Linked DNA regions of Sus scrofa: region 2 is linked to region 1. The links are chromatin contacts, called in public Hi-C maps. All regions are on one chromosome and are shown on one strand. The core of a region is the stretch at or near the end of the contact, and the rest is flanking DNA. Distances in the headings are between cores, read along the strand shown. Region 1 holds the start of GRAMD2A (GRAM domain-containing protein 2). Region 2 holds the start of SEC23A (protein transport protein Sec23A).

Region 1 (7,547 bases), core at 2,702-5,201:
TCACTCCACAGACCTCATGGAAGCCATGGCCATGGGCAGCGTGGAGGCTTCTTATAAGTGTTTAGCGGCAGCTTTGATAGTTCTGACGGAGTCTGGCAGGTAGGGCCCCGAGAGCAGGTAACTCTGTAGGATAACCAGCCTCTTGCTCCAGCTGCTCTAGAAGACAGCCAGGGCCTAGCCCTCTGCTCAGGACCTCTTCTCTCATCTGCAGGAAGCCAGCCAGGGAGGTCAGGGCACGACAGGACTGCAGGGTCCTTGAGCCCCGTAGGGACATAATGTCACAGGCACCTGGTGAAGGGCTGGTTCCTGGGGAGCCTTGATCTCACTTAGCCCCACACCCCAATGTTTGGGCTCCTCTTGGCCTCTGCACCCAGGGACATGTTCCTCACCAGCTGTCTGTGCGACTCTTCCCCTCCCTCTCCCGTGTGACATGGCTCTGATAAAGCTCTGTCCCCCTCTCGTCCATCCGGACGGATGTTGCCCCCCTAGATTGCCCGTGAGGCAGAGGCCGCCATCTACCATTTGCAATTATTTGAGGAGCTCCGCCGCCTGGCGCCCATTACCAGCGACCCTACCGAAGCTGCCGCCGTGGGCGCCGTGGAGGCCTCCTTCAAGTGCTGCAGTGGGGCCATAATCGTCCTCACCAAGTCTGGCAGGTAGGAGGTGGCAGCGGCTCCCCAGGAACGCCCCGCTCAGTGGCACCCTTCCTTGGGGGTCCTGGGAGCAGTGCACTGAATGGTGCTCAGATGGCACTGAGCCAAGGTAAGACCCCTCTGCCTGCGCCCCGGACCCTGCAGGGAAGGAGCTCCCCCAGCCCCACTGGCCAGGCTCTGGGAGCGAGCCTAGCCCTTGCCCTGGGCCTGAAGGATGGGACCCCAGGCAGCACGCATAGGATGACCGTTTGGGTCCAAATCAAGTTTATATCTTCATGATGAATCAGAGACTTAATTGCATAACTACAGATAGATAGAGTGATGACAAATGGTTATTCAACATTAAAAGCTGTTCTCAAAAAGTAGGAGATAATCAGCTACCACTTTTGCTTATTCTAGTTACTACATGCTCTTTAAAAAGTTCAGTTTGGAAAGTTAGTGCTGCTTGCTTACATGCTTTGGTTGGTGCACTCATCCCATCTGTCTTTGAGTCCCAAAGACAAGTAATTGGGTGCTGCCCAGGAAAGGTCACCGTGCTGTCTTGCTGGCACTGTGGGACTGGGCAGCCACGCCGAGGCCTCTGCTTGACCTCAGACTCGGGGTCCCTTCCAAATTCGGGACATTGACTTATCAACTTTGCTCTGGGGCCTGGCGATATGCTCCTCCCAGGGCAGCTAGGGTTTCCTGGAAGAGGAGGGTGGAGAGGAAGGAACACCGAGGAGCAGCAGATGGGGCTGCTGTGGGACCATGACACAAGATGCAGATTTCCTCAGCAGAGGGCTCAGAATAAACAGTTCCAACCATTAGGGTTGACCTTTGTGAAAAGGTCCAACCTTTGCTACTTGGCTATTTTTAACTCCAGTCTTCTGGGATTTCACTCAGTGGGTCCTGACTTCAGCACTTGCTTCCCTCCGAAAGCCTTGTATGGAGGCCAGCCCTTAAGCAGGGCATTCTCTGCTGTGACATGGCTTAAGTTTCCCTGACACCTGTTGAGTGCCCTCATAGCTTGCCTTCTGGGGCCCAGTTCCCCCTGCAAGCCCTTCCAACCCCTAAGACACATCTGCAGCTACAAGTGCATAGTGTCAGTGTTGAAAGAAGTGCCGGCATTAGGGTTTTAAGGGGGGGGGCCCTCACCCCTCCAGAGGAGCCTCCACAGGCAAAGCCTTCCCTGCTAAGCACTCCAATCTCCTGGTCTTGACTCCTGGGTAGCACCTATATTTCTAAACCTCGCTTGGGTTTTACTTGAGCTCTACAGCCCAGTTGCTGGGACTGTTTCAGGGGTCATGTGAGGTCGGGAGAGGGCACAGCAGAAGGGAAGGCTTGCGTTATAAAGTCTCAGGGGGACTGGTGGGCTCTGCTCCTGTTTTATGTAGATGTCAAGAGTCAGGTGCTATTCACATGCTGCTTGGCTTGTATGTAGTGTTGCTGGCAGCAAAAGAAATGGGTGTGGTGAGGTTGGGCAGGGCTGCCTCCCTGTGCCAGAATGGAAAAATTCAGGGAAGGGGGGTTCTGCCAACTATGGGCCCTGTGGGTAAGTGGGTGAGCCTGACCAGGCTGGGTCAGCATGATCCCCAGGCCCAGGCCTGTGGGGAGGGGTGCAGCATAGATGGAGAGCACAGCTGTGAAGAAGAGCTATATGCTGTGGAAGATAAAGGATGAGGGGCTGCCCAGCCTTGGGAGCAGATACTGAACTGGTCAGAGCCTTAGGCTGGCATGGTGAGTTGGATTAGAGGGTGAGCTCTTGCTAAAGGCCCTGAGGGGCTTCCTGGGACACTGTTTAATGGTCTTGCCTGTCCCTCATCTCAGGTCTGCACATCAGGTGGCTAGGTACCGCCCCCGAGCCCCCATCATTGCTGTGACCCGGAATCACCAGACAGCTCGCCAGGCCCACCTGTACCGCGGCATCTTCCCCGTGGTGTGTAAGGACCCAGTGCAGGAGGCCTGGGCCGAGGACGTGGACCTCCGGGTGAACTTGGCCATGAATGTTGGTGCGTGGCTGGGAAGCAAGGGCTAGAGGTGGGGGTTGGGGAAGGTGTCCCTCTCTAATGCTGAATGTTCTCTCTGAATCCTCCATCCCATTCCCTGAAGCCTCTGGGCTGAGACCAGGAGGGTCTGATCCACCCATTTTCTCTCCTCACTCTCTTCTAGTCTGGGGTCCAAAGCAAGGGATCCTGGAGAGCTAGGGTTGTTCATTCTTTAGCATCTGCTCATTATTGAGATTTTTCATAAATTTAGCCAGAGCTCCTGCATTGTGGGGCAGCCCACATATGGCTTCTGTCCAGTATAAGAGCAGAGTGTTGTGGGATCAGAGGAAGCAGCTATAGCTGTGACCTTGAGCTGGGCTCTCCACCCTCTAGAGTAGAAAATGAATGTTGTCCAAAGGTCCCTGCCAGCTCTGCTCTGAATGATAAGGAAATATCAGGGCTGTGGGGCTGGCGCCACCTTGTGGGTATAAGGAAGTAAAGGCCTGCCTGTCCTTCTTGCTATTTTTGATTGTGGGGCCGTCTTGCAGGTGCATACCTTCCTGGCATGATTTTTACTCACCCGCCTCTCTCCTCTTTTTCCCCAGGCAAAGCCCGAGGCTTCTTCAAGAAGGGAGATGTGGTCATTGTGCTGACCGGGTGGCGCCCTGGTTCCGGCTTCACCAACACCATGCGCGTAGTGCCTGTGCCGTGATGCACCCTGCAGCCCCTACTCCAGCCCCATCCCATCCCCCTCCCTCAATCCATCCATTAGGCCAGAAATGCTTGTAGTGCTCACTTGGGGCCGTGTGTGGCACTGGTGGGCTGGGACCCAGGGACACCTCTGTGAAACATGGCTGTTTTTAAGACCCTGCTTGGGTGGGGTAGTTCAGAGCTGGACCTCCCATCAAGTATCCCCATCCAAGCAAGGGATGAAGGAAGGGTGCAGGCAGGACTGGAGTCCCCAGAGGGCAACAGCTCCTGCTTCTCTTCCTTTGTGTACTCCTGTAGTTCTGTAGAAAATGGATACCCAGAGAACTCCCAGCCCTGGCCTGGAATCAGCAAAGAGCAGGGGCCTTAGGGCATGGGGCATGAAGCAGTGGTTCCAGTTTAAGCAGACTCTGGCCCTGGCCCTTACTTACTTCTCCAACCCCCTTAGCCTCCCTCACTCCCCCTTTGTTGTGCACTGTGCACTTCTGTTCCTTCACTCCATTTAGCTGCCGCTGCAGACAAACACTCCACCCTCCACCTCCCATTTCCCCGACTACTGCAGCCGCCTCCAGGCCTGTTGCTATAGAGTCTACCTGTATGTCAATAAACAACAGCTGAAGCACCTGTTTCCTCTCTTTTCTGATGATTAAGGGGGTGGTTGAACCCTGCCCTCTGAGTGGGGTGAAAATGGCAACAGCCTTGTGGCTGTGTACTCCTGTGTTAACAACTTAAGCCACCTGCCATCCTGTCTCCCACCGTGCTGAGGTGCTGGGAAAGCCGTTGCTGACTGTCTTGAGGATACACGTTACCCTTTGCATCACCCGGGGATCTAAAAGCTCAGAGAAGGCAGCAAAAAGGTCCTCTTCCTCCTGCTCCTGAGTAAACTGGCGAGTGAGATGGCCCTTGCCCTGCCCCTCCCCCTAGGTTCTCCTGGAGTAGAGGCCTCTAATGGAAGGATGAGGCCAGATTCCAGAAAATTTATGGAAACCTGGGCTGCTTTTGTGTTCCTTCTGTTTTCTAATGCCCACCTTCCATAATAAAGCAGGGCCAAGGGGAGGGGAGAGGGCTGGGCATGAAACTGCATCTGGCTTGCACCTTTTCTCCAGACCAGTCCCAAGGACCAACCCTTTCCTGGTGGGGATTTGAGGGAAAGGGCCCAAAGGTCAGTTTGCCACATCCCCACCAATCTGATCTCTTCACCTGTGCTGCCCCACTCTTGATTTCTGGCCATCTGCGGTCCCTCCCTAGAGACCTCCGAAAGCGTTCTGTTTGGGGAGATTGCCAAGCCCCCAACTCTGGGAAAAGTACATGAATCATTTCATCTCCGGAGCTATCCGACATCCGACTCTTGTTCAAAATTCCCTCTGGTGTTCCCTACTCATATCCTCTTCTATTGTGAAGAGAAATTGAAACTGCCCTGGAACTTAGGTTTGGGAGGTTTTGGAGGCGGGCGGGAATTGGTTGCTGCAGAGGCCTCGGGCTCCAAGGCTAATGCGCTAAAGAGGAAGAACGTGGAGCAGGCACCTAAGGCCCTCGCTGTGAAGAGTAGACCCAGACGGACAATCGGGTGGACCGAGCCGTAGGATCCGAGCAGAACTTGGGACCCCACTTAGATCTGGAGAGAGGGAGGAACTGCCAATGGGCTGGACCCGCCCCGCACGGGCAGCCAATGGGCGTTCGGGGGCGTGTCCTCCGAGGAGATCGTGGGTGAGTGTTCAATCCAGCCGCGATGTTTCCACCGACCTGGAGGCTCCGAGATGACTGCCGTGAGCCGAGGCGAGGCTGCGGAGTCCTGCAGGTAAGGGTCTGTGACTCGCGGACCGCGCGGGGTCCCAGAGGCCGCCTCGAAGGGACGCTGTCCGACTGGACCGGCGGCCGCCGCACTTCCGAGCTTTCTGCCCGCGGGGCAGACACTTCCCAGCCGCCGGAATGCGGGCTCAGCTCCAAAACTGCGCTGCGCGGGCCCGAGCGCTTCCTGGGCTGCTAGGTCTTCGCGTGGAGGCGGGATGTCCGTCTGTCGGCGCTTCGTGCTGCACCCCCTGACCCTGGGGATGAGGCACGTCTGGGCGGCATCAGGGAGGCGGAGGTCACCCTCCTCGGGGTACCTCCCAGGGTCCACCACCACCCTTCTCCGCCGTCGTTGGTCGGTCATTCATTCATTCCCCAGCCATATCGACCCCAAGTCCTGACTGCCCCCCACCCAAGGGCCGGGGCATTCCTTTTGGCCCCTGGAAGGGTCAGCCTCTCTCCTCGCCTAACCGGGTGTGCAATTGTAGCGGCGCTGAGCTGCCCAGGAGGCAACGTGGAGCTGCCCCAGCACGACGGCCGCACCTGCGCGTCAGGACGGCCCCGGTCGGGCGGGCTGGGGCCAGTCTCTCAGCCTCAAGATCTCTTCCACCCTCGCCCTCGGAGGAAGCAAAATTCTTGGAGCTAGGGAAGGGGCAGGGAGGCAGGGAAGGCGGGAGGTGGCGTTTCAGGTGACACCATGAATTGGGGTCTCTGTCCCCTGAGGTCATGGGGCCCTGGAGGTAGAGGTTTTTGGGAAAAAGAGCCAGTGGATGAACCTGTAAATTCCTGCCTTTGCCCAGGTCTCAACCCCCACAGCCTGAGCTCTGGAGGGCGCCTGGCACCCCTGGCCAGCTAGCACTGGGGCAGATAGGGTGAAAGTGTGTGAGCCCAGTGCCCAGTCTATATGGAGCTAGTGGAATGTTTAAGGGCTCTCTCTGTCCTGTCCCCAGAGAGGCTGGTGGAGCTCTACCCAGCTGGCACTTGCCCTTCTTTGCTTTGCTTGCCCCATCCATCCTTGGAGGAATTAGGCTTCTAGGGAATGAGAGACTGTCCTGACAATCCTGCCTTTTCCTCATGTACACCTCCAGATGGCTCTGAAGTCCAGCTCCTTTCAGACTGAAGACTTTGGGGTTGCAGGGAGTGGAGGATAGGGTGTCCCTCCCCTCCTGCACTGAGGGGGCCAGTATGCTCCTATCACAGTACTCTGTTTGCACAGGCAGCTGCTTTCAGGTCTGAGGCTATTGTTTGACAGGACCAGTCAACAGTGAGCATCTCTGGGGCAAATGGGCAGGTTTAGAGCCCAAAGCTGCCACAAGCTGCCACTGAGCTTCCAGGAGCATTTCTGCTGGGACCAAATCGAACTTCTCTTTCCTGACTTACCTTTGGGAGAATTTTCTGAATAGCCTAGAGGGGACAGCCAAGGTCCTATCCATGCCTTGATGTTACTGGTTGCTTGAAATTTCTGAGCTTAGGTGAGTCTTCGAAGCTTTAGTGCAGACCAGAAGGATCTGTGTGCCAATCTATCCACCTAGGAGGACCCCCTGAGGTTGAGGTCGGCACTACTCAAGATAGGCTATGCCAGCCAAACTCCTTGAAGCTCTTTCATGTGCCTGCTTGGGTGGCCCCTCCCAGTCCTTAACCTGGTGAGGTTGTGGCCCTTGAATGCCACATACCATATTTATCAGACCAAGGTGAAGAGCCTATTTTGCTGTGACCTGGGACAAGTTAGGTACCCACACTGCTTTGCCATCATGAGGTAAGGAGATTGGATTGCTGGCTCCTTAAAGGCCTTCCCCAGGCAGTCATTCAGTGCTTCTGCCAACTAGCCTGTTTCCTCCTTGATTTCTGAAGGTATTTTATCTCTTACATAATTGCTTCATTGCTATGACTACCTGTGGAAAGCCCATGAATTCATACCCATGCAGCATTCCACTTTGGTGTCCAGTGTGTGAGTCTAGATACCAGAAAATAATTTGCTTTTCTCCTTTCCTGAAAAGTGAAAATAATTCCCCTCCGCCCAATTCTGCAGCTATCTCTTATACAAGGGTAGTTCTGGCATGGAGTCAGTCTTGGCCATGGTGCTGCTATTCGCCTGGGCTGCAGGGCATCCTTCTATCACCACCTGTTATCACCAACTTTTGAAGCTTTGATTAATTTCCCAGCTATTTAATAATGTAGGAAAAGAGGAGGAAGGGGAGGACAGAAGGCCCTGGGAACAGATCTTCCTTTGTAACTAAGAAGTACCTGCCTCCCCAGGGCATCCCTGTTCCCATGAATATAAGTGTCTGCAGGGCAAGCTGGTTCCTTCTCCCCACCACAACCAGACATTTTCTTTCTTTTTTTTTTTTTTTTTTTTTTTTTGTCTTTTCGCCTTTTCTAGGGCCGCTTCCATGGCATATGGAGGTTCCCAGGCTAGGGGACTAATCAGAGCTGT
Region 2 (7,547 bases), core at 1,482-3,981, 81 kb after region 1:
AAAAAAAAAGATAAAGGAAAAATAAGATCAGTAAGATTCCATGATGTATCCTAGATTTACAAGAGTCCAGTGGACCCATATGACAAGTACAAATAGAATAAGTTTTATCCTATTTTTTTAAAAATAATTTTTCTCTTTGGAAGCCCTTAGGAAAGAGTAAAACTCACAAAAAATAAATTCTTACAAATACAACTCCCAAAAGAGACAATCTCAGAAAACTAAAGTTGGTCTGATATGTCCAAGGTTTAAACCCTCAAACTCATTCACTTTATTTATTATTTTTTAATTTTTCATATGTTTCCATTATGGTTTATTACAGGATATTTAATATAGTTCCCTTGACCACCTTGTTGTTTATCTGTTTTATATGTAGTAGTTTGTATCTTCTAATCCCAAACTCCTAACCATAATTTTATGTCTGAGTCTTTCTGTTTTGTAAATAAGTTCATTTTTGTAATATTTTAGATTTCACATATAAGTGATAACATATGGTATTTGTATTTCTCGAAGATAATGAAAAGAAATGATTTATTTAGTATTGTTGCGGAAACCGCAAAAACCGTGGCAACGGAAGGAGACAAACAGCACTCGGAGATATGGAAAAGCAAGGTTTATTCAGCACCAGTGCGGGCTCAGAGGAGTCACCTCCAGAGTCTGAGCACCAGGTCTTTGTTCTCAGTAACTTTTATGCACTACAAGGTCTTGATTTTCCCATGTAAGCATCCCAGACCTCCCTCCATCCCCAAGCAGACAGTGTTCCTCCCTAAGAAACTGAGCAAGCAAGGTTACAGAAGCGGAACTGATAAGCAATGCTGGGTACATGATTAGAGGGCTGCTGGCTTGGACATAGAGCACACAGTTGTTACATTATTACAAGAAGGGTGGCATAGTGATGAGCACAGCTGGAAAGGCTTGCAGCTGCCTTCTTAGCCAAGGGGGGTTGTCCTTTAGTTAAAACTCCATTTCAGTATGAGGATCTTTAGGTCCATTCATGTTGCTGCAAATGACATTATTTCATTCTTTTTTATGACTGGGTAATACTCCATTGCTTATATTACCACATCTTTTTTTTTTCCCTTCTTTTTACTGCTGCACCTGCAGCATATGGAATTCTTAGGCTAGGGCTCGGAGCTGGAGCTGCCAGCCTATGCCACCACAACAGCAACACCAGATCCTAGCCACATCTGCGACCCACACAACAACTCGTGGCAATGGTATATCTTTAACCCACTGAGAAAGGCCAGGGATCAAACCGGCATCCTCTTGGATACTAGTTGTGTTTGTTACCACTGAGAAACTCATTCACTTTAAAGTACATAAAGACAGATATTAATGATTTTGTTACCATCCTAACATTTATTTCATTGTAATAGCAAACAAAAACCTTTCTTTCAGATGAAAACATAGGGATTATGACTTCTTAGACTTCAGTGACCTAAATGGCAAAGATACTTTTCTGGGAATCATGAAATGAATGAAATTACCAAAGGTACTATACTTTGGTTTATTCCTCATTGAATTCTAGGACTCCTGTGGATCCTCTCATCTATGTCTATTTACCCTACTCATTCTTAGACCATATTTCTTTTTGTGAACATCTTTATGCAACCTTTATATCATCGTCCACAGCTATTTTCTTGCTGCACTTTCAATTAAGAATCCTTATTAAGGTAAGCACCCGGAGCCCACTTTATTTGCAGGCCTACCAGAATTTTGGTTTTTGATTCCCATTTCCTCTTCAGGATTGTACTAAAATTTGACAAGTAAACTCATTCTCTTCTACATTACAAAACAAGCTTAGAGAAAGAAAAATATATGTTTGACGTGTATCTTATTTCTTGTAAATATAAGCTTTGAAGAACAAAAAAATTCTTCTTTTTCTCTATTCCATAAAATGCTTATAGGGCTAAGCTTTGCAGGATTTTAGATGTTGTCATATCTAGAGTCAATTTTGTGAGGAACCCAGTCACTGAAGGATGGGGTTGCCTGAGACCTCCAAGCTAGAATGTCTTTCCAGCCTGTTCTGCCTGTCCCATTTTTCCCAATTCTTTTTGTGGAGTGAGAAGCAGAAAACACATCAAGATTAATCAGCGAAACATTGTAGTGTGTGTGTGGCTGTGTGTAAGGGGCAGAGGTGACACAGGCAGTGGAGGAAAGTGGTAAAATGAATAGGCATACCTAAGTAGTACATAAATAGTATGCAAATTCTTGCAAACCAGGGATTTTGGCCTGTTTTGCCTGAGTCATATCACCAACATCACTACTGTGTCTGGCCCAATGTAGACAGATGTTCAGTAAACATTTGCTGCACTAAGTGAAAAAACGAACTTGTGGTTCTTGGAACCAACCAGGGACCTAGAGGAGAGAGTGTCCCACAGGACTCCACCACTTCTCTCGGCGAACTGAGGATCTAGCGACAGGAGCTCCTTCCTACCTCCTTGCGGCCTGCAGAGAGTGGGATCCGCAGTGGCTCCCGGCAGAGCGGACAGGAGCGCCACCGCGCAGCCCCACCCTAGCGCTCCAGTTCCGCGCGGGTCCAGCGTCCCTTCGGGTTTGTCACGGTTGCCACGCCCCTTCGGCTCCGTCCCCGCCTCTTCCCCTCCCCTTTCTCCTCCCATCCCCTCCCCACGCGCTGCTCCGCCCGGCCGGGTCCCGCACCCTTCCCTGCTGTTCTCTGGCCTGTTCGCCCCGCCTCCAGGGTCGTCCCCTCCCCCTCTCCCCTTCTCGCCCCGCCCCTCCCCCTCCCTTTGACGTGGCAGAGGCGGCACCAGCCATGTTGGTCCAGCAGGGTTCTGCGCGGAGGCCGGGGGCGGGGCGGCGCCGGCCTTGATTGAGGTGCCACGGCTGCTTCGGCTCGGCGGAGAGGACGGATTTTGTAAGGCGGCGGCTGCGACAGGCGCGGATCTTGTACCAGGTGCCCTTGTGGTAAGGCTCGACTTCAGGGCCGCCTCCTCTAGGCTCCCTTGGGGGGCCGCGGGTGTTCGGTGGGAAGCGGGGGAGGGGCGGCTTGAGCGGCGGCGGGTCGGCAGCGGGCGGAGGTCTCAAGCGTGGTGTCGGTTCTTGGTACCTCGGGCAGGCGAGTGTGCTGGGCGGCGACTGGGCCCGGCGGGGGCTGCCTTGAGCCCCGAACCTGTCACCCTCTCACCCACCACTCTCTGCTTAGTTCTACCTGGGCCTGGGCTACCCCATCACCCAGCTCCCCTGGATCAGGTGTGAAAGATGGGAGTCCCGGGTGAAAAGCAGCAGTTCGGGCATCTCCTCGCACCTCACCCTCCGCTCGGGCCAATCTGCCTTCCCTACCCCACCCGTCACCGCTTCAGGGTACTTTGGCTTCTTGGTTCATTCCTTTCCTGATCTAAAGAGCCCTAGACTTTGAACCGAGGTGACTTCGTCACCCGTAGTTTGGCCTTGGGAATTAAAGGGGATAAGGAGAAAAGTGCCAGGTAGAGCTAACACCTTGTGCCTTGATTAGAAATAGAGTTTAGTTTTCAGATCGGACCAGTCATTATTTTAGTCTGACCCTAAGTGTTTTTCCGTTTTGGTGATAAAGGAAAAGCCATAGTAAGTCTGCATGTAATCACTGGAGTATGTTGAATTCACGTTTTCACGTGGACGTCAAGTTCCACTCATCAAAGCTGTGGATAACTAGCCAAATTAACTTGGTTTAAAAAGTTTCAGATTTAAACATAAATTCATGTTAAGTCTTCCTTCTCCAGTGGACTGATTGACGGTTGTTTTTGGAAGTTCAGTCATTTTTAATTGGCTCAGAATTTTAGATTTAGAAAGGGCCTTGTAGTTTTCTAACGTAAACCCTTCACCTTATTGATGAGAAACTGAGGAATATAGAGGTTATTTGTCTAATATAATAAAGCTAGTCGTGGGAATTAGTTGAAGACACTTTATTGAGGATTTTTAGAACAGGAGAGTTGGAGAGGCACATTTAATTATTAACAAATACATCTGATTGGAATGAAATCAAATTTTACTTGTAATTTACCTGATTTTTTTTTACTTAGGTATGTGCAAAAGGGCTAACATTTAAGTATTGAAAAACTCTTACTTATTATTGAATAGGTAAAGCCTTTTAAAATATATGGGCACACATTTGATATGCTAGGTTAAAGTGACTAATGCTTTTTTATTTAACTAAAGTAACTCTCAGTGATTATAAATTGTACTGAAAAATGAGGCATTTCTTTAGAATGGCCTTTTGTGTTTTGTACCACTTTAAAAAAAAAGTGTAATGACTAGTAAGTTAAGGCTGCGTTTTAATCATATTTATTTGGTTTTATGCTTTATACAAATGTAATATTAGGGAATATTATATGCTTATCAAATAATACCATCCTCCCTTGGAAAGGTGAGGTAAGTTGGGGAGATGTTTTGCATGGCCATGTAATTGGACCAGTTAAGAAGAAACAGGTGGGAGTTCTCTTTGTGGCTCAGGGGTTAAGAACCCCACATAGTGTCCACGAGGATGCAGGTTCCATTCCTGGCCTCACTCAATGGGTTAAGGATCCAGTGTTGCTGCAAGGTACAGCATAAGTCACAGCTGGGGCCTGGATCCTTTGTTGACCTGGCTAGTGGCTTAGGCCTGGAGCTGCAACCCTGATTTGACCCCTAGTCTGGTAACTTCCATAGGCCACAGGTATGGCCCTAAAAAGAAAAAAAAAAAAAAAAAAAGGAAGAAACAGGCTGGATGTTTTTGAAATTCCTGCTGGAAAGCGAGAATGTAAGAAATAGAATAGGTGTAATTTAATGAGCAAGTGTAATCTTAGTGCAGAAATATTGAGAGGAAAAAGAGTGAGGAAGAGGAGAGGTGAAAAAGTAAGGCTGTAGAATTAGAATCTAGATTTGTTACCTGTTGTAAAAACTTAAATCTGGCCATTGCCTGTGTGTAAATGTTTTCTTCTGTGTGTAACAGTTTCATAGAGCCTTTTTTCTACTAGGCTTTCTGATTTTGAATTAAGCCCTGGAGTTCAAAGGAGGTGATTCTCAGAACCCCTTTATACTCTTAAACGTTATTGAGAATCCAGTGGGAAAAAAAAAAAAAGCTGACTTAATAGAAGACAGGTGGATTTTCATATTTACTCTGTGCAATCTATTGTAATATGTTGGTTGGATTATATGAAGGAAATCTGGCCTCCCATAGATATGTAGTTGGAAAAAGGAGAGATAGGTTAATACCTTTTTCAGATAATTGTGCATGTTCTTTGATACTATACCAAAACTCAGCAGTTTTTTTTTAAATTTTTTAAATTTTTTATATTATTTCTTGGGCTGCTCCCACGGCATATGGAGGTTCCCAGGCTAGGGGTCTAATCAGAGCTATAGCTGCCAGCCTACGCCAGAGCCACAGCAATGCAGGATCCGAGCTGCATCTGCAACCTACACCACAAGCTCATGGCAACGCCCGATCTTTAACCCACTGAGCAAGGCCAGGGATCGAACTCGCAACCTCATGGTTCCTAGTCGAATTCGTTAACCACTGAGCCACGAGAGGAACTCCTCAGCAGTTTTAATTAAGAAATCAAGGATTGGAGTTCCCAGCTTGGCACAGTGATTAAGAGTCTGAGTACAGAGGCTCTGGTCGCTGCAGAGGTGCAGGTTTGATCCCTGGCCCTATGCAGTGGATTAAAGAATCTGGTGTAGGATGTAGTTGTGGCTAGGATTCAGTCCCTGGCCAGGAACTTCTGTATTCCGTGGGTGTGGCCAAAAAATAAAATTAAAAAAAGAAAAAGGGATCAAGGGTTAATTGCAGTGTGGAATGTGAAACCTTAGAATTGAACTTTTTGTACTCTATTGCATTAAAATCCATTGGTCTATCCTACATTTTGAATGATCATTTTCCCATGGGTGATTTTTGTAACATCATGAATTGATCATTTGGGGACCTTACTTCACTGAATATTCCAAATGTTGACATCTTTCATTATGCAATATTTATTATACAATATATAAACAAATATTATCACTGCTGATCTCATCAGAAAAATCCTTACATATTAGGAAGCTCTGAAGTTCATGGTATTAGATATGTTTTCAAAGATTTTAATTTTTCAATTTAAATTCGAGGAAGAATTGACAACAAATAGTGTGAATGGTTTTCCAGGTAACAAGGCTCACTTCAGCCATTTTTGAGAAAATATATGCCAAATACCTAAGTACTAGTTATATACTATAGTGTTACTATAGCATTAATATTAATACTAGTAATAGATACTACTAATATATTACTAGTGCTAGTTAAGTATTACTTATATACGATTCTTAGAGAATTGAGGAACTAGTCTCTCTAGACATGTTTTGTGTTTTGTGGTTCTGATGAACAAACCTGATTTGTTGAGAATATTTTAATAGTATTTTAATCCTTTTTGCAATTAAGTAATAAACAGAAAACTTTATTTGCTTTACATTCTGTAGGAATAATGGGTGGGATTGCATAGTCCTAGAATTTATACTCACATCTGTAGCATGAAGCTATTGCTAAAAACCATTTGTCTCCCAGAGAAGGTTGGTTTTCCTCTTGATGTTGCCTATGTTAAAACCAAGATTGGCGTCTTCTAACTCCCCTCTGATTATCCCAGATCCTTTTTTTTTCGTCTTTTGTCTTTTGTCTTTTTAGGGCCGAACCTGCAGCATATGGAGGTTACCAGGCTAGGGGTCTAATTGGAGCTGTAGCTGCTGGTCTACGCCAGAGCAACAGCAATATCAGATCTGAGCCGGGTCTGCGACCTACACCACAGCTCATGGCAACGCCAGATCCTGAACCCATTGAGCGAGGCCAGGGATCGAACCTGCAACCTCATGGTTCCCAGTCAGATTCATTTCCGCTGCACCATGACAGATACTCCCCAGATCTTTCTTTTAATCATTGTCTTTCAACAGACGTTTTTTTCTTGAAAGCTCATACTATCTTTCTCAAAGCTGTCTCCTGTATTTACCTTTAATACAGTCTTTTCTGAACAAACCCTAAGATTCCTCTATCCCTTATCAATCTTTGAAAAAAAATCCATGATCACTTTCTATTATTTCAATAAAACTCTAGCTGTATCTGAAATTCTGATAGGAAATAGTGTTTAATTTTAATTTTTTTATTTTAAAAATTGAGATATAATTGACGTAATATTCATATCTTTTAAAGAAGGGAAAGTTCTTAAGATACTTAGGTTTGTTAAGCTTCACTTTCTATAACTTGTATTATCAAAAAATATTTGAACATTTTTCTCAAATTAAAATTGTTATATCTAATAATATGTTTTCTTCCCTCACTTTTTTTTTTTTTGGGGGGGGGCATATTAGGGCCTCATGTGTGGCATATGGAAGTTTCCAGGCTAGGGGTCAAATTGGAGCTATAGCTGCTAGCCTGTGCCATGACCACAGCAATGCAGGATCCAAACCACATCTGTGACCTATATACCACAGCTTACAGCAAATCCTTAACCTCCTGAGTGAGGCCAGGAATCGAACCTGCATTCTTATGGCTATTAGTTGGGTTTGTTACTGCTGAGTCACAACGGGAACTCTGTTGCTTATATTTTGGAATC

What was found. A called contact is a pair of places that touch in the nucleus more often than the background predicts.
Region 2: a contact with region 1 is called in a Hi-C map of heart right ventricle, with 1.8 times the contacts expected there. The contact joins the promoter of SEC23A here to the promoter of GRAMD2A in region 1. A contact is called at or near these places in 2 of 47 Hi-C or Micro-C datasets (embryonic fibroblasts and heart right ventricle).

Annotation. Positions count from the first base shown.
Region 1 is chr7:61,028,832-61,036,378 of Sscrofa11.1, forward strand. It overlaps GRAMD2A (GRAM domain-containing protein 2), which reads left to right and starts at 3,952. Exons shown (of 12, transcript XM_013978113.2): 1 at 3,952-5,123. The coding sequence starts at 5,083. PKM (poly [ADP-ribose] polymerase 6) reads left to right here. Exons shown (of 32, transcript XM_021099107.1): 30 at 490-656; 31 at 2,460-2,641; 32 at 3,223-3,947. The coding sequence ends at 3,329.
Region 2 is chr7:61,111,029-61,118,575 of Sscrofa11.1, forward strand. It overlaps SEC23A (protein transport protein Sec23A), which reads left to right and starts at 2,732. Exons shown (of 20, transcript XM_005666190.3): 1 at 2,732-2,925. It also overlaps the pseudogene LOC100154692.